2 separate regions of the Xenopus laevis genome follow, and region 1 is linked to region 2. Evidence: chromatin contacts called from public Hi-C data. All regions are on one chromosome and are shown on one strand. The core of a region is the stretch at or near the end of the contact, and the rest is flanking DNA. Distances in the headings are between cores, read along the strand shown.

Region 1 (4,699 bases), core at 1,054-3,553, 54 kb after region 2:
ACCCAGATACCTCTGCACAAATATTACCCTGTAGATACCTCTGCACAAATACTGTCCTGTAAATACCCAGATACCTCTGCACAAATACTACCCTGTAGATACCTAGAAACTTCTCCACAAATATTAACCTGTAGATACCCAGAACCATCTGCACAAATACTGCCCTGTAGATACCTAGAACACTATGGACAAGTACTAAAATGTGGATGCCCTCTCCACTCTGTATAAATACTGCCTTATCAATACCCAGAACCCCCAGGACAATTACTCAGACCTCTCTGCAAAATTACCTTGCTGCCTTGACAATATCCAGAACACTGTTGACAAGCAGTGCCCTAAAGATATAGTATTGCCCTGACCCAGAACATTTTGGGAAAGTACTACCCTATAGAGACCCAGGTCCCTCTAGAAACGAACTACCATGCAGATACCCATAACACTCTGAACAAACACTGTCCTGTGGATTCCCAGACCCTTTGAAAAAGTATTACCCAGAAAAAACATCAGAACTACCCTGATACAGAGCAGCCTCTAAACAAGTATTGCCCTGTAGATACCCAGATCAATCTGAGCAAGTTATTACCTAGAAATGACTTCCCTGGTACCAAGGAGCCTCTAAACAAGTACTGCCCTGCAGATACCCAGACCAATCTGAGCAATTATTACCTAGAAAATATCCCAGTACTACCCTGATATTCAGCAGTCTTAAAATAAATCCTTCATTAATAGCCAACAGCCTCAAATGGACGGTTCACATTTACGTTAAAGGACCAGTAACATCAAAAAATGTAATTGTTTTAAAGTGATAAAAATATAATGCAGTGTAGCCCTGCACTGGTAAAACTGCTGTGTTTGCTTCAGAAACACTACTATTGTTTATATAAACAAGCTGATGTGTAGCAACGGGGGCAGCCATTCAAAGGAGAAAAGGCTCAGGTTACACAGCAGATAGCAGATAAGCTCTGTAGAACATAATGGTGTTATCTGTTATCCACTATTTAACCTGTGCCATATAGCCTTTTTTCAATTTCCACCATTGCTACACAGCAGCTTGTTTATATGAACTACAGTAGTGTTTCTGAAGCAAACACATCGGTTTTACCAGTGCAGGGCAACACTACATGATATTTTCATTACTTTAAAAAACTTTCCTTTTTTGGTGTTACTGTTCCTTTAACTTTTAGTATGTTATAGAATGACCAGTTCTAAGCAACTTTTAAATTGGTCTTCATTGTTTATTTTGTATAGCTTTTTTTTCAATTTGCCTTTTTCTTCTCACTCTTTCCGGCTTTCAAATGGGGGTCGTTGACCCTATTTAAAAAAAAAAAAAAAAAGGCCCTGTAAGGCTACACATTTATTGTTATTGCTACTTTTTATTACTCATCGTTCTATTCAGGACCTCTTTTATTCAAATCAGTGTGTGGTTGCTAGGGTAATTTGCACCCTAGCAACTGGATTGCTGAAATTGCAAACTGGAATGCTGCTGAATAAAAAAAGCTAAATAACTCAAAACACCACACATGCTAAATAATGAAAGTCAATTGCAAATTGTTTCAAAATGTCACTTTCTGCATCATACTAAAAGTTAATTTAAAGGTGAACAACCCCCTTTTAAGATTTGCCTGGCAGATACCTACAACACTCTGAAACAAAACTGCCCTCTAGATACCCACACCCCTTCTAAACAGATACCAGGCAGCCTCTGAATTATAAAACTTGCAGATAACCAACTACCAAGTTCTACCCAGCAGCCTCTGTACAAGCACAGCCCAATAGAAAGCCCCTAAAGATGCATTTCCCAACAGAAAGCCCCACAATTCCCCAGCACATACCCTGAAGCCCAAGAAGAAGTATCTGCAGCTTCTGAACAAGTATCAGCCAGCAGATACCCAGAAGCCCCTAGGTTAAGCAATTGCCTCTATTCCACCAAGCAGTCTGTGCTCATGTATTACCCAGCAGTCTGTGCTCAGACTGCAGGCACTCTCTTATAAATACCCCACAGAGCTATAAGCATTCCGGCGCCCATCTCTTGTCAGTGAGAGTCAATGAAACCCCCCATCCCCACCCCAGCAATAAGTAGCATTCCCCTCTCCACTTTGTAACTTTTACCCCCCTCGTCTCACCTCATCCCACTTGATGAACTTGCTCCCTTTGATAAGAGTCTCCGGCACTTTCACGGGCTCCAGTTGAAGAGAGTGAACCCCAGGCCGTGCCCCCGCCATGTTTGGGGAACAGGGCAGGGGGCAACTAGGGGGGCAAAATAACGAGGAAGAGGAGGAGGCAGCGAAAGAGAGAGAGGGAGAAGCAGGGACTGACTGAGGGGGTGGAGAGAAACTAGGAGAGTGAGAAGGGGAGGGCAGTGAGGGAGGAGAGACTGAATGGGCGGCTAAAGGAGGGGAAGGGAGGGATAGTAAAGTGGGATGAAGAGAAGAGAGGAGCGCCCGGAGCTGTTAAACCCAGCCACCCCCCTCCCTCCCAAAATAAACTTGTCCGCTCCAGACGGAGTCCCGTAACACAGCAATCCTCCGCGCTGAGATTTAGCGCCTCTCGGCAGTGCCACCTCCCCTCATCACACCTGTGTAAGGCCCAGTGACTCGGGCGGCATCCAGCCCTGTCACATTCCTCACATACCAGCTCCTTACCTACGCACTCCCGGGCCACGCCCCCTCCCAGCCCGTCAGCACCTACCAACCCCTATGAGCAGTGCAAGGTAACATGTGTGCCCCCTCTGTCATGCGTATTAATGGGCGCCTCCATGCCAGGCACCTACCAACCTCTACACACCAGGGTGCAAAGTAACGTATACCCAGCAGTGTCCTAATTCTCAATGGATCCTCCACAGACCTCTGCCTGTAGCCATTATAGGCAGTGGAATTTACAATTAAGCCAGCCCTGTTCATGTCCTACTCTTCTTAGTTTAATGTTTCTGAGGATAAATGCCCTTTTAGTTTACTAAATAAGTTTTTTTTTACTGGTTAAGCTCTAACACTTGGCATCCAAGAAGGGTGTGGTGGGAGTTGTAGGGAAGAAATAGTTGAGGGGCCCTTCAGCTACAACTCCCAGCACCCAAACCCTGTTCCAGGTATTATTTTCAAAACCAGCCAAAGTCAGCTACAAAAATGTAGCCCAAAATAACCAGTGTCGGACTGGGATGCCAGGGGCCCACCAGAAAACCTTAGACCATGGGCCCACTTTCCAAACAATTATTCCTCCTCAGGTCTGAACTGGGAGTCAAAATAGGCCCTGACCAGTAATGATGTGTGGGCCGAACCCATGCCCCTGACATTCCAAGTACAAATAGACCCAAACAGGTCCTAGCAGACCACTAAATAGTGTCTTTCTCTGGCACATTATAGCAGCCCCTCTGGCATTTGCCAGAAACCACAGATTGCCAGTCCGGGCCTGTTCCTCCTCTCCTTACTCAAACTCTTTATTCTCCTAGTCTTTTACCTCTACATACTATACTCTATTCTTCCATTATTAATCCTCTTTTTTTTCCCATAAATAAATAGGGAATGACCATGAAATAGACCAAATGGTTAGAGGCAAGAGGCCCACTGACACCTGGGCCCACGGGAGTTTTCCTGGTATCCCGGTGGGCCAGTCCGACACTGAAAATAACACATGTGCAATGAAAAAAAAGTCTAAAAAATAAATAAATATATGTGAAAATACGCCGTTTTCAACTTTCTCCGATTGGCACAATTTTCCATGGAGCAAAATGGAAAAGATTTGCCCCCTTTACCAGGGGCAGAACTACAGAGGGGGGCCCATTAGGTATAGGGGCTCCATGAGGCCCAAATACATATACAATTACAATAAATATTGGTAAAAAAATTAAACATCTAGACATTTTGGTGGCCACCCCAAAACTTTCTCCGATTGGCACAATTTTCCATGGAGCAAAATGGAAAAGATTTGCCCCCTTTACCAGGGGCATAACTACAGAGGGGGGGCCCATTAGGTATAGGGGCCCCATGAGGCCCAAATACATATACAATTACAATAAATATTGGTAAAAAAATTAAACATCTAGACATTTTGGTGGCCACCCCAAAACTTTCTCCGATTGGCACAATTTTCCATGGAGCAAAATGGAAAAGATTTGCCCCCTTTACCAGGGGCATAACTACAGAGGGGGGGCCCTTTAGGTATAGGGGCCCCATGAGGCCCAAATACATATACAATTACAATAAATATTGGTAAAAAAATTAAACATCTAGACATTTTGGTGGCCACCCCAAAATTGTCTGAAATTGAAGAAAGTTACCATTAAATGTGAGCCCAAAATCTGGTAACTCCCAACTTTTACACAAGTCTGTCCCGTTGCATGCTGGATATTGTAGTCTTTTTAAACTTGACAGTCGGCAAATTGTTAAACAAAAACTACATTACCCAACAAGCATTGGGAGGTACAGGCTTGGCACATTAGGGCAAGAAAAAACTTTGGCTGGTTTCCAAAGTCAAACCAGCCAAAGGCCCAAAAAGTAGCCCAAATCCTCACCTTGGCTAATTTGTACTTTCAAAACCCACCTGGACTTTAAATTAGTAGCCCAATTTGGCTAGAAATCATCCAACCTGGCAACCCTGATAGGCGGGTTAAGCATTAATACTTTTGGCTGCAATTCATTAATTCTGCTACCAGGACGGGGATCACTTCATATTCAGGAGTTACTTGCAACCAGCTACAATCTCGTAT
Region 2 (4,853 bases), core at 287-2,786:
TTACCCATCAGATATCTGGCCGAACATTGGCCAAATATCTATCGGGCAGAATTGAAAACCCTCTTTTGGCAAGGACTGCAGCGACACATTGATGAGGTTTGGCGACCTCACCAAAAGAGCGGACCTTAAAGAGACAATTTACTCCCTTTTTTTTCAACATGAGATCAGTAAATACATGTGCTGAACATGCTTTTTGCCTATTGTTTTAATTAAAAAATGTCTATGGTTTCTGTTATTTCTGGCACTAAACAAGAATTTGAAGCCAGTTTTGCTTTAGTGTTCCCTGTTACTTCCTGATCCCGAAGAACTTCTGAGGAGCTCATAAATCGAATGACCAGTCCGCTGAAAAGCCCCGGATAATAAGCTGCTCAAAGGCTGCTAATTTTGATAATTAAAATAAACAGGGCTCTACTTTTGCAGGTAAGAGGATAGTACAGTAGTTGTACTATTTGTGGCCCTTCTGTTTATGGTGCTAAGCCTTTCCCTGGGTTCCTGAGACTTCACTGTAAATGCCCCATATACACGGGCTGATAAAAGCTCCCGACAGACCGAGACGGCAGCTTATTGGCCCGCGTGTGGGGCCACCCGACTGGCTTCCCCGAAAGTCGGCCAGATCTCAATTGGGCAGGTTAAAAAATCCAATCGGATCTGTGAGAGTATGCAGTCCCGGGATCCGACCGCCCGTATCAGATGCATTATGATCCAATCAGCCTGATATCGCCCACCTCAATGTGGGCATATCTGGGAGAGATCTGCTCATTTCCCGATCCTACTTTAAAAAAATTATGTTCCAGATAATCAATTTATTTTGAGTGCATATTTAAACAAAGTGCAAAGTTTAGACCATGTGTAGGTGTGTGATGGTGCAGGAGTACTCTCATGCCTTTCATACTTGCTCCTACATGTTGGCAAACAAAATACTTGAGTTTGGAGAAATAACAGCAAAGAAAAATATTTATTTATTTTACTCGTGCTGGATCTTCATACTTATTTTCATTAGTGAAATGGTTCAGCTAGGTTGATGTTTGTGTTTACAAAGAGTGAATGTGTTCAGTTAATTGCACAACTGTACAGACACATAGACACACAGCCTTTCTGTTTAGGGTGGAGGAGCAGATCCAGCATAGCAAGGGGAGAACAGAGTGAACATAAAAAATGTAAACACTTGTTTCCCCCCCACCCCCTCCTTCCCAACTTCCGCTGAGCCCTTAATCTGAAGACAGAGATAGAGGGAGGGAGAGGGAGAAGGAAGAGAAGGGATGTGTGGGAGAAAAAGGAAGTAGAAACTAAATAGGAAAGAAATAAAGAAAGAAGATAAACGAAAAAGACAGGCCTGAACAAGCAGGGGTAAAGGAGTATATGAAGAAGGCTGAGGAGAGCAAAGAAAAGGATTTTGAAAAACTAGAGAAGAGAGTGGATGCATATGTGAGAGAAGAAGTGAAGTTGTGGGAAAGGTTAACAGATGGGGAGACCTGATAGTAAAGAGAGAGCAGCTACAATATGGGAAAGTAAAGGTAAAGAAAAAAGGAGGAGGAGTTTAGAGGGCCGTGGGAAAAGTAGGGGGTGAGTGGCCATCCGGTATCCAGATGTGGAGGAGGGGTGGTCAAGACTCAGGCAGAGAAATCCAGATGCGTGAGAAAAAATAATAACAGAGTGAGAAACATAGAAGAGAGAAATCATGGTTGGATTCAGGGGGCATGCAGAGTGAAGAACTGTTTATCCGAACCTAAAAATACACTATTTCTTGGCAACAAATACCCAATTTGTTAGTAGAATGTTACCATATTATGTATTATACTAAACTGACCTTATCGGCTGAACACCAACCTTTGAGAAAGGCTGGTGTTCAGCGAAACGTCAGTATGCCTGCCTACAATAAATTATAGTGAATTGATTTCTAAGTCCTGTGAGTGCGGCTTTCTACATTTTTGGTTTGCTATGTTCAGTGACTTGTCGTGAGTGCCGACACATTTTTGGGATAATATATATATATATTTATAGTCATATGAAAAAGTTTGGGAACTCTTTGGAGTTTTGTTTATCATTGGCTGAGCTTTTAAATTAGCAACTTCCTTTTAATATATAACATGCCTTATGGAAACAGTAATGCTTCAGCAGTGACATAAAGTTTATTGGATTAACCGAAAATATGAAATATGCATCATAACAAAACTAGACAGGTGCATAAATTTGGGCACCCCAACAGAGATATTACATCAATACTTGTCTGATTTCTGGATGGCGGTATTTTTGACCATTTGTCCATACAAAATCTCTCCAGTTCAGTTAAATTTGATGGCTGCCGAGCATGGACAGCCTGCTTCAAATCATCCCATAGATTTTCGATGATATTCAAGTCGGGGACTGTGACGGCCATTCCAGAATACTGTACTTCTCCCTCTGCATAAATGCCTTTGTAGATTTCGAAGTGTGTTTAGGGTCTTGTTGGAATATCCAACTCCTGCGTAACTTCAACTTTGTGACTGATGCTTGAACATTATCCTGAAGAATTATTGTTATTAGGTTGAATTCATCTGACCCTCGACTTTAACAATGGCCAGTCCCTGAACTAGCCACACAGTCCCACAGCATGATGTTACCTCCACTAAATTTGACAGTAGGTAGCAAGTGTTTTTCTTGGAATGCGGTGGACTTCTTCCACCATGCATAGCGCTTTTTGTTATGACCAACTAACTCCATTTTTGTCTCATCAGTCCAAAGCACTTTGTTCCAAAATGACTGTGGCTTGTTTAAATGAGCTTTTGCATACAACAGGCGACTCTGTTTGATGCGTGAGTGCAGAAAGGGCTTCTTTCTCATCACCCTGCCATACAGATGTTCTTTGTGCAAATTGTGCTGAATTGTAGAACGATGAACAGATACACCATCTGCAGCAAGATGTTCTTGCAGGTCTTTGGAGATGATCTTTGGGTTGTCTGTAACATTTCTTACAATCCTCCGCATATGCTGCTCCTGTATTTTTCTTGGCCTGCCAGACCTGGGTTTTACAGCAACTGTGCCTGTGGCCTTCCATTTAAATTAGCAAAATTTCAAGGGTACCCAAATGTTTGCACAGCCATTTTTTCATATTTGATTTAATCTCATACAACTGAATACTGCTTCACTAAAAATCTTTGTTCAAAAAAACCCCCAGAACTCAGATGTTCCTGGGAAATCAAAGACATATCACTGTTATCTTTTTTGCTGAAAGTGGAGTAAATTATTATGCAGGCTGAGAGGGGTTCCCAAACGTTTTCATACGACTGTGTATATACGCTGATGGGGAACCTAAAGGTGGCCACACAAGTAAAGATCTGCCTGTATTTATGGTGAAGTATAATACATGTATTTATTTATGAACGCTGTGGTCCTTGGATGTCAGGATATACAGGCAGCACCCTCAGTATCTATTTTTCCAATGGAGGCAATATTTGCATAGTGCATCATTCTGATTTCTGAATCAGTAGAGAGCTCCTTAAATCAGTTTAATTTCCTGCTTATACATGTCAGACTTAAAGCAGGAGCCAACTGGCTGACCACTGTGGAAGTGTGTAAATAATACCAGCAAAATTCTAGCCAGAGATTATGCTATAATTATTGAGACTGATATTTAGCCAGGGACTTCCACCAACTTTTTTTTATCAGTCAACATTCATGGAAGCCTGTGCTTGCAGGTCCTTGGATGCCAATGAGGCTATGTGTGGAGAAAAAGTTTGTCCGTGAGTATGATGATGATACAGTGCTGACTAAAATTGAACTTTGAACCAGCCACTCTAATGGAGGCTTAATTCGCTTATATATTATTTGTTCAAACTGCACGGAAATCAATTGTTTCACTGTCCAGTTGGAATTGTGCCTTTGGATTTAATTGGTTGCAACTACAACTCCCACATACTGAGACACAATGTGCCCAATTACTAGCGAATGCGCTTTATCTGGACATCATGTGATTGTGGGTGACTGGACATATTATGAAAAATTAACTAATTTATACATTTATAAGTTAAGATAAGCTTACTTGTTTTCTACATATATCAAAAAAAAAAAAAAAAGCTTGGGTGCTGGTATGACAATTTTTTGTGCTCCCACTATAAATTCTATTGATGGTAAAAGTATTATGTGTTTTTATTGTGTTAAATGCGATTCGTTTATGCTTATGAAAAAAATGCTTAAAGGTACCCTGGAGAGTGCTGCATTTATGGCTTCTGTGTTTGGTCATTGCGTTGGTGACCAAAAGTTAAATTTCTACTAATTGATTTCCAGCCATAGCACCACCCAGATTTGGGTTATTCAGGCTTTAGATTAATTGCCAGTGCATTTAGCCATCCTTATGTATTTAGTCCTATTATTACAACCGCTACATATTGCATTTAGCCACCCTTATTTATTTAGTCCTATTATTACAGCTGCTACATATTACTTAATATCCATGTACAACTATATCAGCACTTGTGCTAATGAAATCAACAATATATATATATATATATATATATATATATATATATATATATATATATATATATATATATATATATATATATATATATATATATATATTACAATAATTTCCTGTCCACAGCCATGAACATCATAAGGTTCATTGATCGTACAGCTGGTAATGTGCATCTCTGCAGTCAAAGGTAAACTACTTAAACACTTATAGACACAATGTTTAGCCACCCTTATGTATTTAGTCCTATTATTACAACCACTACATATTGCATTTAGTCACCCTTATTTATTTAGTCCTATTATTACAGATGCTACATATTACTAAATATCAATGTAATCAACTATATCAGCACTTGTGCTAATGAAATCAAATATATATACTGTATATATATAAATATAAA

Evidence for each region. Hi-C and Micro-C count contacts between places; a contact is called where the count stands out from the background.
Region 1: a contact with region 2 is called in a Hi-C map of the XTC cell line, with 2.2 times the contacts expected there. The contact joins the promoter of plcb3.L here to the enhancer-like site in region 2. A contact is called at or near these places in 2 of 4 Hi-C or Micro-C datasets (the XL177 cell line and the XTC cell line).

The regions. Positions count from the first base shown.
Region 1 is chr4L:26,380,929-26,385,627 of Xenopus_laevis_v10.1, forward strand. plcb3.L (phospholipase C beta 3 L homeolog) reads right to left here and starts at 2,304. Exons shown (of 33, transcript NM_001087700.2): 1 at 2,124-2,304. The coding sequence starts at 2,222.
Region 2 is chr4L:26,327,710-26,332,562 of Xenopus_laevis_v10.1, forward strand. The region is part of intron 2 of plcb3.L (phospholipase C beta 3 L homeolog); the gene reads right to left. Among protein-coding and RNA genes, the nearest start is that of plcb3.L, 53 kb to the right of the region's middle. Within about 2 kb of position 1,537, at least 1 of the 7 cell types and tissues checked has an H3K27ac peak or open chromatin away from gene starts, as enhancers often do.